Regions from separate parts of the Mustela erminea genome. Here region 1 is linked to region 2. The links are chromatin contacts, called in public Hi-C maps. All regions are on one chromosome and are shown on one strand. Each heading gives the region's core, a stretch centred on a gene start, on an enhancer-like site or on the middle of the called end of the contact. The rest is flanking DNA. Distances are from core to core; before and after follow the strand shown. Region 1 holds the start of SEC23IP (SEC23-interacting protein). Region 2 holds the start of TIAL1 (nucleolysin TIAR).

The links. Hi-C and Micro-C count contacts between places; a contact is called where the count stands out from the background.
Region 1: a contact with region 2 is called in a Hi-C map of skeletal muscle, with 9 times the contacts expected there. The contact joins the promoter of SEC23IP here to the promoter of TIAL1 in region 2. A contact is called at or near these places in 2 of 3 Hi-C or Micro-C datasets (skeletal muscle and spleen).

Annotation. Positions count from the first base shown.
Region 1 is chr14:81,020,098-81,026,367 of mMusErm1.Pri, forward strand. It overlaps SEC23IP (SEC23-interacting protein), which reads left to right and starts at 2,408. Exons shown (of 20, transcript XM_032312556.1): 1 at 2,408-2,654; 2 at 5,759-5,850; 3 at 6,013-6,270. The coding sequence starts at 2,492.
Region 2 is chr14:80,773,019-80,779,538 of mMusErm1.Pri, forward strand. TIAL1 (nucleolysin TIAR) reads right to left here and starts at 2,865. Exons shown (of 13, transcript XM_032312313.1): 1 at 2,682-2,865.

The DNA.
Region 1 (6,270 bases), core at 1,158-3,657, 250 kb after region 2:
GCTAGCACAAGCAGTGGGGAGGGGCAGAGGGAGAAGCAGACACCCCACTGAGCAGGGAGCCCAAAGCGGAGGAGTTTGATTCCGGGACCCCAACGTCATGACCCGAGTTGAAGGCAGAGGTTTAACAGACCGAGCCATCCAGGAGCCCCCACCTATTTGTGTTTTCAGTAGGCCTTCGGGAGGAAGAAAATGACACTTCGGTTCAATCTGACGTCTTTCCCCAGAAGTAACTCCTATTTCTGTTCTTCCTGCTGCCGCGGTCTAATCTGAGCCTCCGCCACTGCTTGCCTGGGCCAGTGGCGCAGCTTGCTTGCTGCTCTTCCTACTCGCAGTTTGCTCCTTCCTCCTCTATGTTGCTGCCCACGAGTCAGAGCGGACCCTCCGCAGAGCAAATGTTATCTCCCCGCCCTCCTTTCAACCCTTTTTCAATTCCCTTTTGCTCTTAACTTGTAAGACCCCGCATCATCTGGCCTCGCCGAATTTTTCATTCTCATCGCCCCACTTTCTCCCAGTTGGTCATTGGGCTCCAGCCAGACTCTAACACGTGTGTCTCTTCACACCCAAACATGGTGTCTCAGGGTACCCCTACCTACTGCGACTTTACTGAAATGACCTCTTACCACGTCCTCCGAAACCTCCCCACCAAATTTTCCAGTTAGCTTCTCCTCATTGTCTTCCAGATTCTGACTTTAATTTTTCTTCAAAGAAGGTTTTCTTGTCACTCAACACTATGCAGGTCCTTATTGATGGTCTGATTGGTCTAAATATTTGCTATCTTTCTCCACAGAAGGGTTAGGCCTCCCTCCCCTGATGGTATCCATATCCCACATGACACACTGGGAATTTCTATATTACAACTTTCATCACACTATAGTTTACTGTCAGTGTGTGTTTAGTTTTCTGTCTCCCAGCCAAAGTATACGGTCTAAGAAGGGAGGGTCTTGTATCTATCTTATACACCACTGTACTCTCAATGTTTAGTATACTCTTTCCTACCCCATAGGAATGACAAAGATACTCTCCTTGACCAAATTTAGCAACCTTCTAGCAGTTTAAGGTCATGTCCCTAGACTGACCCCAATCCTCCTTAAAATGCCTGCCCTGAGAAAGCCCAACACTGCTAGGGTATTTTACTGTTTGTTCCAGCCCAAACTTGGTGATAGGCATATAGGCCCCTGAGCTCCCTTTCAGCATAGTTATTTTAGAAAACTTGCAATTATCAATTCCTTATAATTTTGAGATGCAAATCAGCCACACAGAACTGTCTTCTCAAGGCCCATCTCCTCCCTGCCTGGTGGTGTATTGCCTTAACTTGTGTAACTGGCTGTCATAAAGAGATGAGAAGTTTGTTTCTCCTCCAGGTACACGCCAATTAACAAGCCCAAGTGGCCCAGTCCCATGGACCAACACCCCTTGGCACCTCTCAAGGCTTTCCCAGTAGCACCCAGACTTTAAAAAGTCTCCAGTCTTTTATTTTGGGGGAAGTTCAGTTCAATTCACGATGTACCCTCTTTCCTGTTGTAATTGCTGTTACTGAGTAAAATCTATTCTTACTGCTTTAGCCAGTGTCTGGCTTTGTTTATCTCTGACAGTAAGCACACTAAATAGTTACTGAATTAACTAAATAGGTTCTATACAGGCATGTGAACAGCTGTGGGGAGGAGTTTCATTATTTCGAAGCCTCTTTCGGGGTCTGTCTTCCTCTCCCACTCTTCAAAAAGCTACTTTTCTGTTACTTTTTGTTTCATAATCTCCAAATACATGAAAGATGACAATTACATCAAATCACCCCCAGTGCATTTTGGGATTCAGCTAATCTGATTACTGCAGACAGATATAGAAAGCTATTTTAAAAAAGTAGCACCTCTAAATTTCAATTCTCTGGATCCTCTTTTAAACACGGCTTAAAAACTTCCAAAGTTTTTGCCATTTCTATTTCTGGGCCAACAGAAAGAGTTCAGTTCAGTCCAGAAAGACATGTGGGCGGGCTGGATGTGAGTATGAGCGTGGGTGAACTGGGCTCGGCTTTGGCTACAAATGGCTCACACCCCCCTTCTTCCCTCCCAATGCGGGTAGCACTCCGCTGTCTGCTCCTGCAGCCTTCTGCCGTTCCTTCGAAATCTTTACCAGTTCCACTCGCCCGACCGTACTTTTAGGAAGCCCAGAGTGCCCCCCGCAACCCGTGACCCTCAGCATCAGCTCGCGCCTAAATTCAGAACTAGCAGCGCCGCTACTCCCACGCTCCAGCCCCAGCCTCAGCCCCGGCAGTACCGGGGAGTATTACGTGCTAGGACTCGGGTTTGAAGCTAGCGCCGCCATGTTGCTTTCTGGCGGCGCTTTCCAGAGGAAGGGAAGGAGGCTGATCAGCGTCCCGGAGTTCCGGGCCTTGTGCGCAAGTGCGGAAGTGTGTTGGCCCCGAGTGTGACCGGTTTCCGGCCGGTGGTAGTACACCGGCTTCCAGGAGACGTGTAACGGACGGTGGGCGGCAGCCATGGCCGAGAGGAAACCTAACGGAGGCGGCGGTCCCGCCAGCACCTCCTCATCGGGCACTAACTTACTTTTTTCCTCCTCGGCCACGGAATTCAGCTTCAACGTGCCCTTCATCCCAGTCACCCAAGCCGCCGCTGCCTCGGCCTCCTTGCTCCTGCCCGGAGGTAGTAGGGAGAGGGGAATCCGGTGGGACGAGTGTGTGTGGGGAGGCGGGCGGGGGGCGTGGGGCGACGAGGGCCGGGTGGGAGGTTTTGCTTCGTGTGTACCCGACTCCGGGTAGCTTTCCAGGGCCAAAAGCGACCAGGTTTGAGTGGCTCGGGGGCTTTGAGATACCCCAAGCGGGGGCTAGATCAGGAGGCTTGCTCTTCGTCCAAGGAGCCCTCTGTCCCGAAGGCTGGCCGCTCCACGCTGGCACTGACATTACCCAGATTTTTGTTGAACACCTACTGGTGTGCTAGGGAATGCAGAGAAGTTAGTGCTTCTCAACTAGGATGCAGTAGGGAATGTCCTGGATGGACAGCTTCCCTTTCCTGGGATAGACTTGTAATATTTGCAAAGTAGAGGTGCAGAATGCAGTACTCATCTTTCAAGACAGTGCTTCCCGTTGTCTGAGGAGCTTTTCCTCCTTCTTGTCCCCCATTCCTATGTTCACCCTAACTCTTTCACTTCTTTATTATTGTCTAGGGGTATTGCTGTTTAATGATTGTGTGGCATCACACAGAGTATGGTATTTGGGAGCACAGACTGTTGTCCATCCCAGGCTCTGCCGGTAACTTGCTGTGTGACCTCAGGCATGTTACTTTACCTCTCTGTGCTTCACTTTCCTTATCTGTACAGCCTCCTAAAGCTGTCAGGAGAAGTGAATTGATTTTTGTAAGGTGCCGAGTGTAGTGTCTGGCACCTAGCGTTATGTAAGTGTTTGTGAAATCAACGTATCTGCCTCCGGATACTGTGTAGATGTTTCTTGAATGAGTATCTGAATGATTAAATGAAGGAATTGAGAAATGATGGGAGGGGAGGAGTCTAGGAGATGTTTTGATTTTAGTGTCTGGTTGTTGACAAACATCTGTTGAGATGTAGAGTGGAGTAAAAGCGCAAGAAGGGAGACGGTTAAGGTGACAAATTCATTTCTAGGCTTACTAAGTTCGAGGTGTATGTGGTTGAGCTGCCAGAAGTGTCGAGGAAGCAGTTGGGTAATAGGTTCTGGAACACCTGAGAACAGTATCGGTTTGAGACAGAGTTGGGAGTGTCACAAGTGAAAAAGTGCCCATTAAAGTTGTGGGTGTCTTTACCAAATGTGTCCACGTGTAATTAGAAAGTGCCCCTGAGGTGAGCTGGCAGCACATTGAGATCAGCATTTCATTTACAATGGATGCTAATCAGAAAAAAGTTCCTTAGATCAGGTTGATCCCAATTTGTCTTAAAGGAAGAAGGATACTACAGAGGTTTTCGCCACTCCATGTTTTTAGTTGTTGAGAGATAAACTGAGAAATACAGACAAGTGAGGTCCAGAGAGTTGAAAAGAGAGAGTGGGAGCTGGAAATATATCTGAAAATGAGAATAGAACCAGCAGACAAAGGGCTTTGTGCAGGAGGTGGTATTTTATTTTTAGTTACAAAGAAACAACTGAGAGGAGTATTTTAAATAGTGGAGTATCTTAGTTAAATTGATGTGTGAGAAATATAATGGGAGCAACCTAGAAGCTCAAGCCAGAATCTCTGTGAGCCAAGTGTCCTCCTTCAGCAGAGGTCGAGAAGGATCCTGGAGCTTGAAAGGCCACTCGGGAGCAAGGATCACAGTGTGCTGTGTGCTGGGTGTGGGTCCTGTGTTGGGCTCCGTGCCTCCAGCAGCAGGAGATAAGAGGGAATGTGACTGGAGGAGGAAAGATGAGGGAGAGGAAAGTCTCTACAAGCTAAGGTAAGGGCGTATAAAAGCTTAGTAAGGAAGAGGAGGCTGGACTTTTTAGGTTGTGTAGAGGAAACATGCTTTTTTCTTTTTCTTTTTAAGGTTTTATTTATTTGTCAGAGAGAGAGAGAGGAGAGAGAGTGTGTGTGCGCACACACACAGACACATACATGCACACACACGCCCACAAGCAGGGGGAGCAGCAGGCAGAGGGAGAGGAAGAAGCAGGGAGCCCAGTGAGGGACTGGATCCCAGGACCCCTGGATCATGACCTGAGCTGAAGGCGACACTTTGCTGACTGAGCCCTCCAGGCGTCCCAGGGAACAGGCTTTTATTTTACAGCTTGGTGGCAGAAGAGAAGATAATTTGGGGTTGACAATACCTGCAGTGAAAATCATTTTTGGCAAAGGCAAGTGAAGAGAACTTCCTTTGGTTAGAAAATGACTTTTCTCACGATTTGACATTCTCTAAAGGCTAGTTATCTGGATGTGATACTGTGTGATTTTAGGGATGGCAATAAATGGTTGACCTACTTTGCCTTGGGAATACAAATACCACATGTTCATTTGTACAATGAGTGCTTTGTAGTAGGTAGGAGTCCTGAAACACACCCTTCTTGTCAACACAGTCATATCTGCACTTAAGTTTCTTATTACTGTAGAAATAAAATTATGTGTAATTTGGTAGTAGAATAATATTCGAATTATTTTTTTACCAGGAAAAAATGAGATATAAAAATTGTAGATACAAATTTCATTTCCCTTCTTGAAAACATCCTTAGACAAATAGGTGTGATCTATGTATATTTACAAAATAAATACTTAACTATATTTATTCAAGTGATCACCAGAGTTGTGAAATTCATTGGCATGATCCTTCTTTTTTTTTTTTTTTTTAAGATTTTATTTATTTATTTGACAGACAGAGATCACAAGTAGGCAGAGAGGCAGGCAGAGAGAGGAGGAGGCAGGCTCCCTGCAGAGCAGAAAGCCCGATGCGGGGCTCGATCCCAGGACCCTGGGATCATGACCTGAACTGAAGGCAGAGGCTTAACCCACTGAGCCACCCAGGTGCCCCAACTATATTTATTCAAAAAATGTAAAAGGTCATGTACCAAAGTGATTATCTCTGAGAGATTGGCTTATGAATGAAATCTAATTTTTCCCTCTTTTTCTTGTTTCTCATTCGTATTTTCCAGTTTTTCGTTTCAAAGAAATAAAAGGTTTTCATCTTTTTTTTTTTTTTCTGTAATGCAGAAATAGAACAATAAAATGAGGTACAGTTGCCAGATCTGCCGTGTTGGGTCCTCTCTGCAGAGCCATAGATGAACCTTTAAACTGTTTGCTCTCCCGTTCCCTTTCAGAGGATTCCACGGATGTCGGTGAGGAGGACAGCTTCCTCGGGCAGACTTCTGCTCACACGTCTACCCCACAGACATTTAGTTACTTCTCTCAGGTATCAAGCAGTAGTGATCCTTTTGGGAATATTGGACAGTCCCCGTTAACGACTGTGGCAACGTCAGCTGGGCACTCCGCATTCTCCAAGTCCCCCGCTGCTCTGCCTTTTACAACTGGACCCCAAGATGGGTTGAATGCGTGTTCACCGCCCATTTCGCAGGCTCAGTATGGTGCCCCATCTTCACAGATGGGAATGAATGCTTACCTGCCTTCTCAGCCGGGTAGTCTCCCTCCTTCCAGTTTTGGGAGCCCACCGCAAGGAGCACCCCAACAAGGACACAATCCGTATCGTCATACCCCTGTGAGCAGCAGGGCCAATCCTTACATCACACCACCGCAGCTGCAGCAGTGCCAGACCCCGGCCCATCCCGCCCATCCTCCAGCCCCGGGGCCCCCCATGCAGATGTACCAGATGCCT
Region 2 (6,520 bases), core at 1,615-4,114:
AAACCTCACTAGTAACACACAGGCATTTTAAGGAAACAGTTTAAGATAAGCTTTGTTAAGAGTACATTCTTTTAAAATATACTGGCCACGTGAAAACCTAACCCACAGATCACAATGTAAAATAAAAGGATCTCCATAAACCAACAAAATAAAACCCTATTAGATGTCAACCTCTAAAGTTCACGTTCAAAGTTTTTGTTATGTTACTTACACCTAAGAGAACCCTTTGAGGGGAATTAGGTAAAATGAAAGCTTAGAAAAAACTATACTGTGCATTATTTTTATTAAAATCTGACCAAGAAATCCCAATTCTGAAACATTTGCTTTTATCTCAAAATTCCACATTTGAAGGTTTTAAAAAATATATATACAAATCAACAGACCACACCATGTATGACACGGTCATGTCAGTTCATAATTTTACATTAATCAGGACTTTAAAAAAAAAAAACCAAACTTAATATTAATTCAATGAAAAGAAGTATAATCATTGTAAAATATTTGAGTACCTCTTGTGTTCCAGGCAGTGAACTAAGTGCTGCAGGGTTAAGACCTAGGAAGATGTAGCAGTCCTTGTCTAAAAAAAAACCCTTCCCATAGAGAAGAGTGGGAGAAGGAAAAAGGAAGACAGAATAGTAAAAATGTACTGACATACAGGTACAACTAAGCTCAAGATGTTTCTTTACTCACATGTATGCACGTCACATAATCTTAGACAACTGTAAACATAGACGACTCAAGTGTGTTTCAGAGAAAGAACAGGAGATTGGAGAAAGGAGAGGTTAAGAAATAAGCAACAAAGTTAGCTCATTAGTCTACTTAAGAAGGGTCCAAGATCTGATGGAGATGAAGATAAAGCAAATGCAAAGATAGTTATAGGAATTAAAGGTAGTGAAATGGCATATTATTCAGCCCGACAAAACCAGGAATTTCTCTTCTTAAGGAACAGACAGATACAGTTAATGAGAAAGGTACCATGAGAATTTACCAATTATTCAGTAGCTATTATGATGCAATGATGACATTTCAGGTGTTTCGATACAATGTAACTTTTGTTTAATATACACTAGCTAGCACTAAATTCAACTTTCCCAGATGCTTTCATCAAAGCACATGTGGCTAACTACCCAGCCTTGGCTTCAACAGATCTTAAAGGGCAAATTTCAAATTATCCCAATTCTCTCTTTTCTGGGGAAAAAAGTAAGCAATGGGAGACAGCACAAAATAAAAACATAAATGTTCTCCGGAACAGACTTTTCACTGAAGCATTTTATGTGCTTAAATTCGCCTCAAATTCTCAAAACAGGATGGCAATTACTTTAGTTCAGAAAAATAGGAATAAAAGAGTGCAAGCCCACCCCAACCCCCCCCCAAATGAAACAAAAAAGCCAAACCATTGTAAATAGGTATCTATCTTCTTTACCCAATGGACTTTCTTTGGCAGAAGAGATGAGAACCTAGTCAAACTTCCTGAGTATCCACCCACCTTCATCTATTCCCCCAAAGTAATTTCCCCAACAGAGAGCAGAGCCAAGTGGACTATGATCATATCAATATCAGGCAGAGGCAAGAGAAAACAAAGCAGTGATCTGACTCCTGGTACTGGAGGTAGGTGCGCTGAGCTTCCAGAGGCTAGGAAAACCGAAGGTAGCCAACATTTGATTAGCAATTACTCCGATTTTTTTTTTTTAAATGCAGGAAAAAGAAAGGAGTGCCACACTATCCGGAAAGGAATGCAAATGCTGAGTCATCACTCTTCATTAGAAAAGAAAGGAAAACTCGAATAAGCGGTTGGAAGATGAAATTCATTCATTAGATCAGGCTTCAGGTAAAAACAAAACAAAACAAAAAAACAGCAAGATAAAAGAAAAGGCGCTCAGAAGACACACATCGAATAGTGGCTAGACATCACTTGATCCAATTCTGAAGGTCTCAAAGCGCACACAGATTAGGAGGAGGTAACACCAAAAGAGCAAAAGCAGTTTAACAACTGGTTGTCAGTTTAGCGTAGGTAGTGCTCAAAGTAAACTTCCAAGAAGGGAAAGATGCTCCCGCGGCAAGAGGCATCCCTTTTGCACTTCAAAAGTAGCGGGCGCTTGGCGAGTATCTCTGACAGCGTGGGCGGGGGCACGTGGGGCAGAAAGAGAGAAGGGGGTTGAGTGGAGTCAGAGTGTCCAGTTTCCTCGGAGAGCTTAGCTTGGGAGAAGAGCCGGGAGCGATGGAGCTGGGGGACGTGCAGGGCGAGAGCGCTAATTCCTCGGGGCCCGCGGGGCACGAGGCTGCGGTCCCACCCCCGGTCCCACCCCCACCCAGGCCCTGCCCCCGTGGGGACCGGCAGCTCCCGGCCCAGTCCAGGGCCCCCACAGCAGAGGGGGAGCAGGAGCTCTCCCGGGCCTGACAGCCACAGCCGTGCAGAAACCCGGCCTAGGAGAGGTGTGCAAAGAAGGGCGCGAGAGGAAGAGGTCGAAACCAACCCCAGACCCCAGGAAGTGACTGGGGGAAGGGAGGGCTTCCTTCCCAAGGAAAAGGGGACAGAAGAGGAATGCACTTCGCGTCCGCGCCACCCCGGCCAGGGAGCCGCCGTAAGTCCCAGCTTCGGCCCCACTCTCCTGCTCCCTCCCTCAGCGTCCCGCGGTGCCCGGGCCTCTCGGCGCCTGGCAACCCCCGTCTCGGGTACTCACAGAGTCCGGGGCTGCCCGTCGTCTTCCATCATGGTGGGTGCGACGGAGCGATCCCGGGACAAGGGGGAGGGCAGGGCTGGGGAGGGGAGGGGGTGGGGAGGAAGGGGAGGGGGGCTCCGGGCACTGGCTGGGGACAGAGGAAAAGCCACCGAACCCTGCTCTCGGGCTCTCTCCCCCCAGCCCGCTCCGGACACTGCGCTCCAACCAGGAGGAGCAGGAGGAGGAGGAGGATGAACAAAATGGCCACCGCCACCAGCCAGGCAGGAAACGGGGCAGAGCGCAGGCGCGGCCCGCCAGGTCACCGCTCAGGCCAGCCGCGACGGCCTGTAAAGGGAATAACTGAGTGGGGGGAAAAACAGGCCGCTAAGGAAACCCTGTGCCCAGTCCCGACGAATCACGTCTTCGCTGAGTGCCTGCTGGCCGGCTGAAGCCCAGCCAGCTCAAGAAGAGATCGAGTGAAAAGGGAACCGCCGTGCAGCTGAAGGTTCTGGGAATTGTGGTCCTGGAAATGAGAGAGGGAAACACTTCTCCAGAGGATTTCTGGGAACTGTAGTCCAGAGGAGAAGGCCGGTGCCCGCGGCGCGCTGGGTCGCGAAGAAGAGACTTCTGGGTAGTGTAGTCATACGTGAGGACGTGCGGCGACCAGGAAGTCGGCGTGCTAGAAGAAGAGGGAGACAATAAAAGCGACGTTAAGGCGGGGAGACGGGAATGGGAAAAAAAACGCTTGCGGGGAAGTAAACTACAAATCCCAGAGTGCCTCGCGCTGGGGGCTGTCCTAGCCCTGCTACGAGCATTTTAGGGCTCTTCAGTGGGCGCAGCTTGTGCTACGGCTCCGCCTTCGTCCAGCCTGAGAGCGGTTTCTTTAACTGCGTCTGGATTCGTGCTTTGGCTCCGCGTGGTGTCCGAGCCTGCCGGCCTTTCTAGCCGTCCTCTGTTCATCAAAACAGCCGACCCGTGGTCATCAACCGCCGACCCGCGCGACGTGCTGGAGGGGCTGTGGTGGACGTCGGGTCGGGGCTGAGCTGGGAACTGCGCTCTCTGGGTCCCCTCGGGCTTCCTAAGGTCCGGCCGTGTCTTTGGGGCGTGTTTTCCCGCAATAGGTATTCCTGGCCTAGGCAGGCTGTTCGTAGATTGCTTTATAAGTTTCAAAGGTTCCCCCATCCGTCATCTCGTCGGATAAGGTGGTAAGTAGAGCGCTCTACTTATCCGTTAAAATGACTCATCGAGTCCGTGTAAGGTGCAGTGATAATGCCCTCAACCCCCTTACTTAATTTTTGGAGTGGAAAAAAAAAAAATCTTTGGGCAGAGACGTGCACAGACTTAAGGTTGTGTTTGCAGATACCCATCATGTAGACGGGAGATGAAGTCTTGCTTGAGAGGAGGGAGCCATTTTCAAACTGCTGTAGGCCTGTAGAATGTTTTTTTGTTTTTTTAAAGATTTAATTTATTTGACACAGAGAGAGAGGTCACAAGTAGGCAGAGAGGCAGGCAGAGAGAGGGGGAAAGCAGGCTCCCTGCTGAGCAGAGAGCCCGATGTGGGGCTCGATTCTAGGACACTGGGATCGTGACCTGAGCCGAAGGCAGAGGCTTTAACCCACTGAGCCACCCAGGTGCCCCCTGTGGTATGTTTTTGTTTTCCCACAACCGTTCACGGCACGCTTATGTCCCCTCTCCCCACCACCTGTAGGAGAATGTTACTGAATTTGTACCCGTTCCTAGTGAAAGGTGGTGATAAAGATTTCTTAGCTTGTTGCCCAACCTAAGGTCCCAGTTAAACAGCGCCTTAAGAGTTGGCTTTGCCAACAATTACTGAGGTTGAGGGGGATTTGAACCTGGAAAGCTTCATAGACTCGATGGCAAGGAAGTTGAACTCCTAACTTAGTCAGTGGGAATAGCAAAGCGCGCAGGGACCAGGATCCAGGGTTAAAGTATATAGTTATTTGGGGAGGGAGAAGAGGGGAAGTCATGGTGTAGGGGTCTTGAGAGCTGAGAGAGGTGGGCTTAAAGAACTGTGTTGTGAAGGATTTTTTGTTTGGGGTTTTTTGCTTTTATTGGACCTAGGTGTAGAACTGGATTTATCATAATCCACCTAATCCTTGATCCATGCCTGCCCCATTGTATTAGTTTCCTATTACTGCTGTGACAAACTTAGATCCTTAAAATAATAGGAATTATTATCTTAGAATTCTGGAGGTCAGAAGTCCAAAATCGGTTTCACGAGCCTAACATTAAGGTATTGGCAGGGCTGGTTCTTCCTGAAGTCTAGGGAAGGAATGGGTTCCTTGCCTTTTCCAGCTTTTAGAGGCTGCCAGCATTCCTTATATTTAGGCCTTATCCACCGTCTTCAGAAACAGCATAGCAACTGCTTTCCTCCCTGACCTCTGCTTCTATCCTGACATCTCTTTCTGACTGATCTTCCTCCCTCCCTCTCTCACCTGCAAGGACCCTTTGTGATTACACTGGGCCCGGGATAATCTCCCCAACTCAACACCTTTAATCACATCAGCAAAGTCCGTTTTCCCCCCTGAAACACATTTACTGATTCTGAGGATTAGGATTTAGGCAACTTTGCTAGGCCATTTTTCAGCCAACGACACACAACCCACCTTTATTAATTTAGTTGCTTTCAGTGTAATAATAGCTGTGAACTCTCCACCCTAAAAAAAAAGTGACAACAATTTACAACCAAACGTGTGGTTTGCCTTCCTCACCCCCACACGCAGTGATCCTCTTGGATCTTCTCTCATGGGGTGAAAATAATCACCAATCTGCACCATTTCTTGTCCTCCTTTTAATAACTTTTTATTCCATGTATGTATTTAAACGGAATACAACTATATACACAGAGAGACTGTTGTGTGTGTGTATACAACATATTTTTAATTGTTTTAAATATAATAAAAAAGAGTATGCTCCCCCCCAAGAGTATACCCACTACACACCTATTAGAATAGCTAAACTCCAGTGCTCGCTTCGGCAGCACATATACTAGAATAGCTAAACTCCAAAAAAAAAAAAAAAAAAGAATAGCTGAACTCCAGAACACTGACAACACCAAATGCTGGCAAGGATGCAGGGCAATGGGCACTCTCATTCATTGCTGATGGGAGTGCAAAATGGTACAACCACCTTCAAAGACATTTTGGCAGGTTTTTTTTTTACAAAGCTAAACATAGGTCCTAGGTATTTACCCAAATAAGTTGAAAAATTAAGTCCACACAAAAACCTGTGCGTGGATATTTACAGCAGTTTCATTCATGATTGCAAAATGTTGGAAGCAACTACGATGTCTTGCGATAAGTGAATGGATAAACTGTGATATATTCAGACAATAGAATATTATTCCGTGAAAGAAAAAAAAAAAAAAAAAGAGCTATCAAGCCAAAAAAGCCTATGGAAGAATCTTAAATGCATATTGCTAAGTGAAAGAAGCCAGTCTGAAAGGGCCACATACTGTATGATTCCAATTATGTGCCATTTTGGAAAAGGTGTAACGGTGGAGACTAAAAAGATTATGGTTGTCAGGGGCAGAGGAAGGAAGAGGAATGGGTGGTGCACAGAGTGTTTTTACTGCAGTGTAACTATTTCGTCTGATACTGTTTGGTGGATCCCGCAGAACTGTGCAACTCAAAAGAATGAATCCTAATGTAAACTGTGGGGACTTTAGTAAATAGTAATGTATCAGTATTGGTTCGTTACTTGCAACAAACATAGCAAATAAATGCAAGATGGTAATATTACAGAAACTGTATGCTGTGGTGGGGAGAGGGTGTATTGGAACTTTGTACTTTGGGCACAATTTTTCCATAAACCTAAAACTGCTCTAAAAAAATAAAGCC